3 separate regions of the Mus musculus genome follow, and all the other regions are linked to region 3. A link is a contact called in public Micro-C and promoter capture Hi-C data. All regions are on one chromosome and are shown on one strand. Each heading gives the region's core, a stretch centred on a gene start, on an enhancer-like site or on the middle of the called end of the contact. The rest is flanking DNA. Distances are from core to core; before and after follow the strand shown.

Region 1 (4,895 bases), core at 1,152-3,651, 650 kb before region 3:
TTGAATTCCTAGGATGGTAACAAACAAAACTGTTGACCTGCCTCTCAAAGCTTTCCGTATTTCTGCGCTTGAAGTGTAAGTGATTTCCAGCCAAACAATGTGGCTTGAGTGATTGGTTGATGTTTGGTTGGTTTTGAGGAGAGGGCTGGTCTGTGTTTGTGTGCACATATTAGCACACATGCTATTCATACAAAAAATGAAAAATAAAAACAAAATTCTATGCGGTGAGCCAGGCATCGAGAGACACACCTAGAATTCAAGCACTCTGGAAGTTGAGGCAGGAAGATCCCATGAGTTTAAGGGTAATCTGAGCTAAATGACTTTATTGTAAAATACTCTTTGTTAGTGGGTGTGGTAGCTCATGCCTATAATCCCAGCATTTGAAGGCTGAGGCAGTGGGATTCAGGCCATTCATAACTATATTGTGAGTAAGGCCACCCTATGTTACCTGAGACCCTGTATCAAAATAAAAATAGGCTTTGCATTACCTATTAATTACAAAATGAAGCTAATTTTGCTTACCTGTACTTGGCTAGGATGCTTATTTCATTTGGTGTTTTAATGAGTTTTCCATGATACTTTCAAGCGTGTTTATCAGGACGCAGCTCATCCTGCATCCAGGATCCTGTGTTATTGGGCAGGTGCTGAGCCCTTGAGCTCCACTGGCAGTGGTGCCCCTGCCTCTGCAGCGTGGGCCCCTAACAGGCAGTTCAGCTTCCGTCACCAGAACTTCTTACCTCGTAGGAGCTGCAGGCAAAGTGGAGCCAACTTCCTGCCTTCCTTCACCCCTTGGTTTTATGAACCTGCATGGACCCAGTCTGGGAACAGAGAAATCCCACAGTTGAAGGCCTGGAGTTGCCCATGAGAAGGAGCTCATTGGAAAAAAATCACTCCTCTAAAGTCGGGGAGGGTGGTACCATACCTTTAGCACGGCAAAGTGTCAGACTATAGGACAAGTACAGAGTGCAACTTTGGGGCGTTTCATCTCCAGGGTTGTGAGCATTGGGTGGAGGTGTACAGTTCTGAGGCCTGTACTTGTGTGTTTCCTGCAGCTGGCCATGGGCAAGATGATGGAGCAGGGCCCAGTGCTGATCGTTACCTTTCAGGCCCAGGTGGTGATGGTGATCAAGAACTCCAAAGGCGAGGTGTATGATGGTGACCCGGTGAGTGGTAATCAAGGGAATGGAGGTTTGGGAGTGCTTCTCACATACAGGGCCCTGTGCATTGCACGCCTCCCCAGCACAGAGCCAGGCAGAAGCACCACAAGTACGAATTGAGAGCTTTTTGAAGTCAGAGCACCGTTTCATCTGACCACTGACCAGAGCCAGCAGCCCGGGAACCCCTTCCCTGTCCCCCTCAGTAGCCCTTCTTTCTGTACACCCACCAAGCCTGACCCCTCACCCTGCCCGGTCTTCACAGGACAAGGTGCAGCGAATGCTGTACGTGTGGGCACTCTGCAGAGACCAGGAGGAGCTCAACCCTTATGCTGCCTGGCGCCTTCTGGACATCTCAGCCTCCAGCACAGAGCAGATCCTCTGAGGGCAGCAATGGAGTCTAGGCAGCTCGAGGCTAGACCATCATGGGACAGACACACAGAGACACTTTGCCACATCTGATACAGCTGTGAACAAGCTTCTGCCCCAAGTTCTTCAGGGCAGCTGTGAAACCAGCTGGACAAGGGAAGAGCTTGGGGTGTCTAGCAGGATGGGGACTGTCTCCCAGTGCGTCCGTCACAGGGGTTGCTGGCAGTGTCAGAAGGCCCCAGCCCAGGACTCCTGTCGGGTGAGGCCTGGCCTGCTGTTCTAAGTAGTCCACTGGCATTGCCTTCCAAGCCACTTTAGGTCCTTTTGTTTTGTTTTGTTTTTGTTTTTAAATCAGTGCTCTTACTTCCTGTACATAAGCCTAAGATCTGGACCTAATAAAACACCAAAGCGCAGAAGAGCAGTTTGAACGGTTTGAAGTGTACCTCTCTGCTGGGAAGGCTGGGACTGAGGGCCTGTCAGAGACCTAGGTCAGTGAAGGATTGTAGCCAGAGAGAGTGCTGCTTTCTCGGGCCAACACCCTGCCCTTTTGTGGGAAGAATAAGCATCCCAGCTGTCTGGGGTCTCAGTTGAATTCGGGGTTCCCTAAGGCTTCGGGGCTTAACTAACAGAGACTGGGGTAAGGGGTTGCCCGGGAAGAATACGGATACAGACACCGAGGTTAGGAGAGGCTTCCGTGGGAGAGGCGTAAATGCCCATGTCCTGGCGAGGTCCTGGGTGCTCTAGGAGCTGGAAGCTGAGGCTGTCTGGGCTGGCACAGCGGTGGGAAGGTTCAGCCTTCCGATAGGCAGGCCGGGGCGGGGTCACAAGCCCAGGCACCGCTCCTAACACAGCCACCACCCCCTCGCAGCCCCGCCCTCGTCGCCATGGGAACAGCCGCGGCGGCTGGGCTGGCGCGCGGCTCTCCTTCCTCCCTCGGTCTCCACCGCTCCAGGGGCGGGTGGGGTGGGCTGAGCCGGGGCTGCCACAGCCTCCGCCGCTACCACTGCCACCCGGGAAGACCAGAGCAAAGCAGCGCACGAGTTCCGAGAAAGAGAGAGAGAGAGGGGCTGCAGGGCGGCCGGTCCCCGTCTAGGACCAAGGGTGAGGGGGGCGCGTTGTAGCCCGGGAGTCGGCTACGGTGGGGGAGGGGGGTCTTGGGCCTTGGAGAACAAAGGGAGCGGGGCGGGGACCAGTTCAAACAGTGCAGCTCTGGTCTCTGTCCCAGCGCGATCGCACCTGTTGTGCGCGGGCTGGGCAGATCTAAGCTGACCTGTCCCGGCTCTCAGCGACCCCACCTGCGCGCACCGCTGGAGTTGAGTCCCCGCGTGGCTGTGGCGGCGGAGCGCACAGGCGGGGCATGGGCGTAGCCCGGAGACGACAACACGGACAGAGATGATGCTGTGGGATACAGCAAAGGGGCTACTCCAGAAGGGGTGGATGGAGGTGCAGGAAGGGCATAGCCTCATCCCCGCGGACCCCGGGGTGGGTACCCCTCTCTCCTCAGAGCGCGGCGATGTGAGCTATGAGTTCGGCGTGGACACTATCACCGGAGCCGCTGCCGCCGTCGACGGGGCCCCCGGTGGGCGCGGGCCTGGACGTCGAGCAACGCACGGTGTTCGCCTTCGTGCTCTGCCTGCTCGTGGTGTTGGTTCTGTTGATGGTGCGCTGTGTGCGCATACTGCTAGACCCCTACAGCCGCATGCCCGCCTCGTCCTGGACCGACCACAAGGAGGCGCTCGAACGCGGGCAGTTCGACTATGCGTTGGTGTGATGGGGAACCAGTCGGGGCAGGTCCTTAGGGTCATCCCCGTGGAGGGGTGCCACCAGCCTGGACTGTGCTCAGGGTTATGCCTAGATGCCCTAGCTCGAAGTTGAGGGCGTTCGGAGAAGTCCAGTCCTTACCTACCTTAGCTACCCATCTTCCTTCCTGGCCAGGCCAGAACCCCACCTGGTGCCTTTATCTACCCTGTCCCCTTCTCTCTACATACTTATCCTCATTGCTGATCCCTCAACACTGAGTCCCTGGTGAGTGAAGGACCCCGCACCAACCTCAGCTTTCCCCAACTACCAGGCATGCTACATTCTTTCCTGGAAATGCGGACACCTCTTATCTCTTATTTCTTTGTTATGGTCATCCTCAATTTCAGTGCACTCCTTGAGTCCTGGCCCTGGCAGGCAGGCTTTCTTCGACTCACATTGGACGCTGCCTACCTATAATGCACGGTACAGTTTGCCTCAGAGACAGACCCAGAAACCCCACCATGGCTGCTGCTTGTGTTGATAATATCTGGCACTTTATGTGCGGGAGTACAAGCAGGCTCATCCCCTTCCCAGACTCGGCCCCAGCACAGGTTAGAGTGCCTTTCCTTTGTCCCACCTCTCCCATGTCCCCCTTGTCCCCATGCCCTTCCCTTGCCTTTCACACCTCCCCGCCTCTGAACCGTGGCAATTATAATAAAAGCTATTATTGAGTGCTTACTGCATGTGAAGCAGATTGCTGAGTTAACCAGTCCTGTTCTTAGCCTGTTTGCTTCTGAGGGTTTGTGACAAACAGCCAACAAGCCAAGCTCCTGTTAGGATCCCCCATTCTACAAGCCAGGGGACGACTGGAAGTCCAAGCCGCTAAAATAACTTGCCCCCAAGCCATTGATCTGGAATCAAAACCCACATCTGCTCTTGCCTTTGACTGCTGCCTAATCCTGCAAACACCCAATTTCATACACAACCCTTCAGTAGCTTTGGAGGTGGGGGGCTAGTAACCACCTCCAGCCCCTCCCCCATGGTATAGTTGAGACAACCCCACACGGGGGGGGGGGGGACTATGGGGAGTTAGCCTAGAGGTTATTTTCTAAAACCATACCTATAACCCCCAAACTCCTGAGCCTGGTCCCTCTTGTCCCCATCCAGTGTGTCTTAGAAGCTGTGGGTTTGGCTTTGTGAGGCTGTGACTAGGGAGTGGGCTGGCTTGGCTCCACAATCTGCCTGGGAGATGTGTTGAGATCCTCAGGGAGCCGTGTGCAACGTGTGTGGGGAGAATTGAGCTTTTCTATAAAAGGAAAGCCATGCGAAGGCACAGCTCAGAGAACAGAAATTTTACTCTCAACTTGTTAGGCTTGGGGGAGGGTGCTATGGTGGGAGGGCATCTGTTTCCCCAAAGAGACCTAGCTCCCCGGGCCTGTGCAGTACTCCATACCCACAGAGCAGGTGGAGCTTCTGTGGAAAGAACTACAGCATAAAGGGGTAAGTGGTCTTGGGGTTCAACCATAACCGCAGCCACTCCCTGCAGCTCTGTAGTCCACACTATCCTAAAGCTCCTCCAGGTCTGCCTCCCTCATCCCTGTATTTCTCGGGGTGGTTAAGGTTCCAGCCCCA
Region 2 (4,792 bases), core at 1,677-4,176, 720 kb before region 3:
GCTAAACAACAAAGACTGTAACTCTTCCCAACTCCTCTGATTCCTGTTCACACTCCATCTTTAGAGCCCACCTTCCTGGCTTACCCTCTGAACTACAATCCCTTCCTTCCATATACCCTTTCCCCAGCTTACTTTTCTTCTTGCCCTTTTAAAAACCACTGCAGATGGAACCCACTTGATTTTCCTTCTGCCTCCTCATGGTCCAGTGGCAACGTAGGACTGCTGAATCCATGAAATGCAACAGGTCCAACTTGATATGCAAATGTGCACTAGATTTCAAAAACAAATAGAGGAAAAACACAAAATATAAAAGATCTCATAACTTTTTGTTTCATATAGGGTTTCTCTGGATAGCCTTGCTCTGTTGACCAGGCTGACCTCAAACCTGCCTCTACCTCCTGGGTGCTGAGATTAGAGGCCTGCACCACCACCTCCTGGCAAAAGATCTCATAACTTTTAACTTTGATCATATGTTGAAATATGGTTAAGTAAAGCTACTAAAAATATCTGGGTTTCACACAAAATAAACAAACAAACAGTGTGTGTGCCAATGTGTGGATATGAAAGTAAGGGCCACATCTTCTACTAAAGAGGCTAAACAAGGCAGGGCAACTTGCAGGAGTCAGTTCTCTCTTTCTAGCATGAGGGTCCTGGAGATGGCAGTCAGGTGGTGCCTCATCCTGCTCAACCATCTTGCAGACCTGTTATTTTTACCTTTTCAACTAATAACTTACTTTAAAAAAAAAGGGTCACATGTAGCTGAGGCTGGTCTTGAATTTGCTACATAGTCAAGAATGAACTTCTTTTTAAAGGGAAGATTGTATTTTTATTTGTGAGTCACATATGTATATGTATGTCTGAGTGTGGCTTTGTATACATGAGTGCAGTGCCCCTGGAGGACAGAAGAGGGTGTTATATCCCTTGGTACTGCAATTAAAGTTAGTTGTGAGTCAATAGATGGGTTGATGGGAATTGAATCATGGTTCTCTGTAACACTAATCATAAATGCTGAGCCATCTTTCCATCCTGTCTATGAACTTTTGACCCTTCTACTTTATCTCTTTGTGTATGTCATGAAGACACTCAACCACCAAACTATATCCATGTCCTTCTTTTCCCTTTCCTCTTCTTTTGTGAACCTCCTTGGATGTGCTAGGAAAGTACTTTACCACTAAGCTACGCCCTTGGCCCATAAGTTAATAATTTTAAAATTTAAGTTGCCATATAGCTGACAATTTTGTGGCTTCTTTAAAGTTTTACTGTACAGAGCTGATGAAGGATGTCCCAAGCGGAATATGCTCCCCTAACGGGGCTGCCTTGTCTGCCTTAGAGAGAAGTTGTGCCTCTCCCTGTAGAGACTTGATATGCCAAGGTGAGGGGCTCCACCCTCTCAGAGGAGAAGGAGAAGGGGACCAGGAGTGGGGGCAGCAATTGGGATGTTAAGTGAATAAATATTTTTTTTTTTACAAAGGACATCGCAGGCTATAAAGATGACTCAGCTGAACAGACATTGGTTGCTGAGTGTAAACCTGAGTTCAACCCCCATATCTCTTATGACGGAAGAACTGACGCCTCCAAGTAACCCTTTGACTCTCACATAGATGGTCACACAAACACATGCATATTATAATATATACATATTATACACATATACACAAACACCATCCTTTAAAAACACGTACATACATACAAACAAATACATACATAATATAAAAATTTTGAATATAACTTTTTTTCAAATCCTGTAGAACTACTTTTAAAAGGTTACCTACACGCAGCGGCTGTGTTGCAGGCCTGTAATCCTAGAACTTGGGAGATGAAAGCAAAAGGATCATTTCACTGACATCCTTCGTTACACAGAAAGTTTAAGGCCAACCTGGATCATATGAAACATCACCCTAAACCCCAGCAATCAGGAAACAGAGGCAGGCAGATCTCTATGAGGCAATGGTCAGCGTGATTTATAAGTTCCAAGCCAGGACTACTTAGGAAGATCCCGACTAAAAGAAAACAAACACGCTAAAAAACGGTGGACAGAGGTAGAGACAATAGAGAAGTTTTCAATCAAACAGGGTGGCATATACGTTTCTGATAGCACTAGTCCAGAACAGCAGCCTCCAAAAGGCACAGGCAGTTGTTTTTCTGGTCACTGCCCGACTGCCTGGCACATAGTAGGCATTTTAAATTTCGAAGGAAGTGGGGCTGGAAAGATGGCTCAGCAATTAAGATCACTGGCTGCTTTTACAGAAGACATGGGTTCAGTAGTCGGCTCCCAAACGCAGTTAACAATAGTCCCCCGGAGGATCCGACCTTCTCTCTGACTCCCATCTGCACTACACGCATATGGTGCACAGGGTTAACATACATGCAGGCTGAACACCCATGCATACACACTAAGAAAAATCTTAAAACCAAGAAATTTTAACTTTAGATTCCCAGAGGCTGACCATGCTGACCACATCCTTTAACCCGCTTCACCAGATAACAAAACTGAGGCCCGGCTCAGTGACGTCAGCCGGTGCTCAACTGCAGGCAGACCGGAAATGTCCGGGCCGGGATTCGAATCGGGGATCCTGTCCTCCTAGCGAGGGCTCCCGATGACCAACTTGCTTTCTCTGGACGTAAGCGGCTGCACAGCCCGCATTGTGAGGATCACACGACGTGCGTTCTATAAAGAGCGCCACTCTTTGGCCTCGACGTCCAGACGGCGTCCACTGCGGGCCAGGCTCCAACTCACCCTCTCCGCGGCCATCGCCAGCCACTTCGCGACTCCACTGGGCGCCTTGGTCCACCGCGGACGACGCCGACAGGAAGTCCCGCCTACGCCGCGCGCACCCGCGTACCGCGACAGCCATGCCAACCAATGAGCGTCGCTTCTTCAAAGACACTGACCAATAGCAGAGCGCGCTGAGCAGGGGGCGTGTCTGGGCCGCGGGGCCGGGGAGCGGGTCGTGCGCGCTGAGGAGGAGCCGCAGCCGTCGCCGTCGCCGTCGCCGTCGCCGTCGCCGTCGCCGCTACCGCTACCGCTACCGCTCTGCCGCCGCCGCCGCCGCCGCCACCGCTGCCGAGGCCGTGCGGAGCCGTTATCGCCGCGCCGCCCGCCCCGGAGCAGAGTCCCGGGCCTTCCCGCCCGTGTTCAGGTGAGGCCGGAGGCTTCGGCGACTTCCGAAAGAGTAGGCCGCGCTAGGGCCTGAGCTCGCCTAGCCCCACGGGCGTCCGCCGGGCCTGCACCGGCCGAAGGCCCCAGGCCGCGGTAGGCCTGGGTATGGAGACGCGCGTGTGGGCCGCGGCTGGGCGAATGGGAACCGACTCTGTTTGATTCAGGTTGGCGACAAGCCTCCGCCGGGCCAGATTCCTCTGGGCTCCCGCGAGAGAGGCGGGAGAAGGACACAGCGTGGGCACGCGCTTTGGGGGGCCGGGCTCCGAGGCTTGGGGGGCCCCGGATAGTTGATCTCGGAGGCCCGGTGATCCGGGGGTGGAAGAGTGGAGCGAGGACCTTGGGCGCCAGAGGTCATGGCCCACAGACTTGCTCCCTCGGGAAATCCCATAGATTTCTTTTGTGGACGATTTTCTGGACACACCGCGACGAATCATGAGGTCCTTTTAGAAGTGTGCAAACCTTTCGTCTGTGTGTAGAAGTCTAGAAGAGAAAGGGGAAATTTTTTCTTTGATCGCCATCTCTAACAAAGCTGTTTTAGGGACGTTTTCATTTGTAAAATAACGTGTAAATATTAAAAAGGCAATTGCACGCTGTTGAACAATGGGTAGTGATGATGGATCTTCCCTTTCTCTTGTCTTCTGCTGCTAAAGCATGCCAAAATGGGTTTGACGCCTACTATGTGGAGAGCAGGTGGAGAACTTTTTTGCACTAGACAGAGCTTCCATTATCGGAAGTGTCCATGTGGGACACCGCTGGCCAGAGCTCTAGAAGAGGCAAGATCGGATGTTAAAGCTTTCTTAACCTCCTTGTTACAGGCAGTTAGAGTCAGATAATGGTTGGTTGGGAGGGCCTGGCTGCCCTATGCATTGCAGAAAGTTGGATAGCATGCCTGGCTTCTTCTGCCTACTGAGTATTAGCATCTCTGCCTCCTACTTCTTCCAGTTGTGAGTACCAAAAACACATTGAGGCGTTGCTAGGGTTCTTTCTCTCGTTTTTTTCCCTCCACCAAAACACATACACAGAGAGGTGAGAAATCTTTAAGCAGTCTTCCTGGAAAAGTTCTTCCAGCCCTATCCGATGATCTGGGTGAAGCACCTAAGATCTTGAATAAGCCGTATTGAAATGCCTGTGAAATAGCATGGGGAAAGTATTGTGCAGATGTAAAGATGTGAGGAAACCCCCAGTACACATGGAATATGCAGTTAAAATAATCACCAGAATCTTTCAACAATGGACCATGTGTTCATACTTCACGGGCATGTCCCCAGCCCCTAAGGTAGATGTTACAGTATCCATTTTAGAGAAGAAAGTGAAACAGGATAATCTCTTGCACTGTAGTGGCCAATGCAGGGTTTGAAAGCAAGTCCTAGATACCGCCAACATATTGAATACTGGTGTATGCAAAACTGTTGAGGTCTGGTTTTGAAAATGGTGTGAGGCTGGAGAGGCGGCTCAGTGAACAGGAGCACTTGTTACTCTTGCAGAGGACCTGTGTTCAGTTCCTCGCACCTACATGATGGCTCACAGCCATCCATAACTCCAGTTCCAAAGGATCCCATTCCCTCTTCTGACTTTGCAGAACATCAAGCATACATGTGGTTCCCATACAAACAAAACACACATAAATCTAAA
Region 3 (4,509 bases), core at 1,037-3,536:
GAGACACCGTGTCTCAGCTTCTCTTTTCAGTTATTTTATTCAAGAAAGTGGAGGACAGACAAGGGGACTGAGCTGAGCCCTGAGTCACTGAAGCTCCCAGCTCAGCCCCCCACAGCATGACCAGACAGGACCCAGGAGTGCACTGCCCAAGGTGGGCACTATTTGGGGGTACCGCCACCCTTCTTGGGCGTGGTGGGCTTCTTGCTTTGCCAAAGGTGTCCCTGGATAGTGAAGGCGTCTACACTCATAGACATGGTTTTAGCAGGGATCTGGGTGAACCGTTTGCGATCCGAGTTGTACTTATAGATGCCTTCGACCATGGCAGGAGTGACGGTCCGAGGCCCATAGCCTGCCAGCCTCGATAGCTCCTCTGTCTCCCCAGACAGAGTGTAGAGGGCCCGGAACTGGCAGCTTGAGTCCCGAAAGAGAATCAGGAAGTGGTTGGCCTTGCTTTTCTCGATTTCCTGAGGGATGGTGGCAAGAAGCTGGTCAGGCTGGACTACTGCTCTACCCGCTAGTCTTACCCACCCAGACAGCTGTGGGACTCACCTCTAGAATTCTGTTCTTCTGGGGCTCATTCACCTTGCCTGCCAGGCAGCAGTGTGACAAGGCATTGTGGATGATAAACTTGTTAGACTTGGCGCTGGGTTCCTTGTATAGCCGGGGACCTGGAGGGCAGTCAGTCAGCAGAGACTGGGCGTGGGTTGGGGAAAGGCAGGTAGAGAACGCGTAGCTTCTAACATTACCCGGTCTCACTTACCTGTGTACTCAGGCACTGATGCTGGGGAGGATGCATTGCTTCCATTCTCCCAGTCACGTTCTCGACTGCCAGGCAGGCGGCTTGGAGACATGAGGCCTGATGGAGAAGGGGCCCTGCAGGGGAGGGGAGGGGTGAAGCTGGGGTCAGTAGTGTGTGAAGCCTCCCAGGGTACAACAGGATTAGGGACGAGGCAAGCCCAGTGCACTGCAGAGGAGAGGGGCATGTATATTGCATGCTGCCACAAGTCCATAGACAGCTGCTCCATATGCTCAACCTCCTACATTGCATGTGGGCACATCCTCCAGACTTGAGTCAGTTTCCCCCAAATCCCATCTGTGTTCCTGTACTTCCTTCCATCTACACATCCCAGCGGTCCCGCCATATCTTGCTCTAGGTTCCAGATAGACTCACCGAGAGGTGGGCCTCTTCACACCAAGGTTATTGGGAGCCTCGTTGGCCACCGTAGATAGGGACAGCGTGGACTGGGAATAGACCTTGCTGAGCCGTGAACCTAGGATAGACAGTACCAGTCAGTTATCCCTAAGGCCTTTACCTCCATTAACGCCCATGGGCATTCCCGAGACCCTCTCAGCCTTTCGTGATTGCCTGCTAAGTTTTGTTTATTTATACGAGTATCTGTCTTATGACAGCAGAGGGGGGCACTGGACTCAATTACAGATGGTTGTGAGTCGGTCACATGTGGTTGCTAAGAACTGAACTCGGGACCTCTGGAAGAGCAATAGGTGCTCTTAACCACTGAGTCGTTTCTCCAGTCTGGCTTTTACTTTTTAAAGATGGGTCTTCTATAGCCCAGGCTGGCCTCAAACTTCCTATTTGTTGAGGATGACCAAGTCTCCAGTCTCTACTTTCTCAGTGCTGGAGTTATAGGCCTATAACTGCCATTCCTGGTTAAAACTGGGGATGGAACCTGAAGTTTCGTGTACGCTAGGGTAGGCAAGTACTCTACCAAGAGCCACCACCACCACTCTGAACTTATTCGTGTGTGTGTGTGTGTGTGTGTGTGTGTGTGTGTTTATGTGTCCTTAGTTTCAGTGTTTGGTGCAGGACCTCAAGGTGTAGCCTAAATGGGCAGAGAAGCTGCTCAACAGCCAGTTTAGGACCAAACTCAAAATCCTCCTGCTTCAGACTCCTGAGTATCGCAATGACAGGCATGTGCCAACCTGTCTACCTTAATATGGCAATTTTTCTTATACAGCTCTGGGATTTAACCCAGGGCCTCATCCATTCCAGACAAACCCAGCCCTGAGTTTGGCATTCTTGTCCACATACCTACAGGGAAGGGAGCACTGTTTAGTAGCATCCTCAAATATCCAAGAGAGTTCCTCACTATCCAGCCAAGGAAGGAAGTTACCCTCACCACACTGGAACTCATGCCCACTCCAAATTCCTGCCCCATCACTGCATGCCACCAGACACTCCCTCTCTCCACAATCATAGGGCCCCTCCAACAGGGTCCTCACCCAGCAGGCCGCGGGCTGGGCTTCGTGCCAAGGCCGAGTCATCACAGCAACCAGAGCGTGGCCGGGTGGCCCTGCGCCCGCCCCGCCCTGGTCCCCCGGTCCCTGAGGCCCGGGGCCGTAGCACCTTATCAAGGTCATCCATCAGTTTCAGTTGTGCCCGGCGTTCATACTCAAGTCTTGTGAAGTCCCCCCGCCGGGGGCCCACCTCCTCCTCAGCTGGGGCCATGGCTCTGGTAGTAGGAGCCAAGGTGGCCACTGGAGCCGCAGAGGCTACAACAGGAGTTGTAAAGGCCAAGCCTGGAGCCTCCTGAGCCAGCCTGCAGATTAGACAGAAGGTAGCAAGCAGGATAGAATATGGGAGCACTGGGGCAGCAATACCAAAGGCCAGGCCCCTCATTCCAGTTCTAGCCTCACCTGGCGGCCTCCTCCCGTTTCTGCTCCTTCTCTGCCTCCTGCCACTGTTTGCGCCGCCGGGCTTCCTCTACCCGCCTCTGCTGACGCTCCAGCAGGCTAGCTCGCTTCTGAGCCATCTCATCCTCAGGCTTGTCTTCGTCCTGGAGGATGTCATAGGAGTTTAACTAGCCACTCTGCCAACTGGAGTCTGACTTTTAGCATTAGCCAAGCTCTCCTGACCTTTCTAAAATCCTCGGAGTACTTAGTTAGTGACTACTTTATGAGCAGCCCTGGGAGCTGTGTACACAATGCACAAAGGGGGAAGGCTAGCAAGTGACACACAGACCTTCAATGCTATGAAGATGCTTGAAGTGTGCCAAGCTGCACTGCAGGCTATCCTATTCTGGGGTCTTCTTAGAAGTACTCCCAGCCTAGGGGCACTCTCCAGGCAGAGGGGTTAGAAAGTTCAAAGGCCTTGAGGCCAGAACAAACCCATGTAGCCGAGACACTGAGTTGGGGACAATGATCCAGGTTAAAGTCACAAGGGAGCAGGGCCCAAGGCAGTGGACGGGCATTTTGTCCTCAGGGCAAAGAAGAGCAGTCAAAATCTCCACTGCTCAGGAAAAACAAACAAAGTGGGTTTGCAGCAGTAATGACCAACTGGAGCAGAGTGTGCGCTGCTCAGTTACAACAGTATGCACAGGGGCCCAGGCCGTAAGTGGCATGAAGATGGAGGATTACCAAACAGGATACATCAGGAAAGAGGATCACCCTAGCCCTGCTTATCCACCCACCCACACCTGTCCATCCTGTCTATCACCCACTCACCCATCCATATGCCCAACTACTACTTGTCCATCTACCAATTAACCTTCCCTCTATCCACCTATCAAACCACCTTCCATCCATCTAACCAACCACCTATCCACCTTCCTTTCAACCTACCATCACTCATCCAGCCTGTCCACCTACCTTTCCATCCACCTAGCCAAACTAATCACATACCTACCACTCACTCACCCATTTAACTTATCCACCCATCTAACTACCCTTCCAACCCATCCATCCATCCATCCATCCATCCATCCATCCATCCATCCATCCAAGAAAGCCAGCAAGCCAGCCACTCCCTAGTCAGCCAGCTATCCATCCATCCATCCATCCATCCATCCATCCATCCATCCATCAGGCAATACATGTCAATTTACCCACTCAACAGTAAAGCTCTATCCCTGAATATCCACCACTTCCCAGCTCCCTTACTACCCCCTAGGGGCATCCCCATTACCCATCCATTCATACATCTACCTACTGGCTCACCTTTTCCCTCTGACCCGCCAAGGTGACTCACCTTATAAAAGAATCCAAGCCCTGATCGGGGCTCTCCCTCAGAAGATGCCTCTTCCTCTAAGGAATCCTCAGCCCCAGGGGGGCTCCCATCTCCTTCCTCATCAGCAGCAGGCTCCCCCAGGCTGGCTAGAGGGATCTCAATGAGGGCAGGCTTGGTGGTGGGCTCCTCGGGAGGTGTCCCCTCCGACAGGAGGATAGAGGAGCGAGTCTGTACAGGCACCTGGCTGGGTGAAAACTTGCGTAGGTGAGGGAGGCTGTCTACATCATGGGGTGGTGTGAGTACCCTTGTCAAAGGTGCAAGCTTCAGCTCTGCCGGCCTTGCATGTTTTGGACTACGGGGTGTTGGGCTGGGGCCTGGCCCAGGGCTGCGTCGGGCAGCTGGGGCACGACGGGCAGGGCTGGGGGATGCTGCTTTAGGCCCAGTGGCGGGTCCAGGAATGACCCAGGCTGCAGGTGGTGGGGCAGGTCCAGGAGCTTCTGGAGGGGCTAGAAGCCGCTGTTGCTGGTCTGTGAGCCTCTGCATGT

Evidence for each region. Promoter capture Hi-C pulls out the DNA fragments that hold promoters and counts their contacts. Hi-C and Micro-C count contacts between places; a contact is called where the count stands out from the background.
Region 1: a contact with region 3 is called in a Micro-C map of embryonic stem cells, with 2.1 times the contacts expected there. The contact joins the promoter of Ctxn1 here to the enhancer-like site in region 3. A contact is called at or near these places in 6 of 39 promoter capture datasets (the 3T3-L1 cell line, cranial neural crest, embryonic stem cells and 2 more), 5 of 484 Hi-C or Micro-C datasets (B cells, cardiomyocytes, embryonic stem cells and 1 more), 9 of 115 datasets of contacts at active chromatin or transcription factors (embryonic forebrain, embryonic hindbrain, embryonic stem cells and 2 more) and 3 of 9 other capture datasets (adipose tissue, embryonic stem cells and pancreatic islet).
Region 2: a contact with region 3 is called in a promoter capture Hi-C map of embryonic stem cells. The contact joins the promoter of Elavl1 here to the enhancer-like site in region 3. A contact is called at or near these places in 3 of 39 promoter capture datasets (embryonic stem cells, hippocampal neurons and liver), 2 of 484 Hi-C or Micro-C datasets (embryonic stem cells and erythroblasts) and 4 of 115 datasets of contacts at active chromatin or transcription factors (bone marrow-derived macrophages, embryonic stem cells, large pre-B cells and 1 more).

The regions. Positions count from the first base shown.
Region 1 is chr8:4,256,780-4,261,674 of GRCm38.p6, reverse strand. It overlaps Ctxn1 (cortexin 1), which reads left to right and starts at 2,401. Exons shown (of 2, transcript NM_183315.2): 1 at 2,401-2,624; 2 at 3,028-4,029. The coding sequence starts at 3,046. The coding sequence ends at 3,294. It overlaps Timm44 (translocase of inner mitochondrial membrane 44), which reads left to right. Exons shown (of 13, transcript NM_011592.2): 12 at 1,053-1,163; 13 at 1,420-1,944. The coding sequence ends at 1,539.
Region 2 is chr8:4,323,234-4,328,025 of GRCm38.p6, reverse strand. Elavl1 (ELAV (embryonic lethal, abnormal vision)-like 1 (Hu antigen R)) reads left to right here and starts at 2,926. Exons shown (of 6, transcript NM_010485.3): 1 at 2,926-3,140. It overlaps LOC108167518 (a long non-coding RNA gene), which reads right to left and starts at 126. Exons shown (of 2, transcript XR_001778498.2): 1 at 1-126. It also overlaps a transcript of Ccl25 not described here.
Region 3 is chr8:3,604,553-3,609,061 of GRCm38.p6, reverse strand. It overlaps Camsap3 (calmodulin regulated spectrin-associated protein family, member 3), which reads right to left. Exons shown (of 17, transcript NM_027171.3): 11 at 3,986-4,509; 12 at 2,656-2,795; 13 at 2,242-2,558; 14 at 1,172-1,271; 15 at 761-873; 16 at 550-668; 17 at 1-464. The coding sequence ends at 159. Among named protein-coding and RNA genes, the nearest start is that of Xab2, 14 kb to the left of the region's middle. Within about 2 kb of position 2,286, at least 25 of the 459 cell types and tissues checked have an H3K27ac peak or open chromatin away from gene starts, as enhancers often do. A contact at or near this core is called in embryonic stem cells, where this site is marked.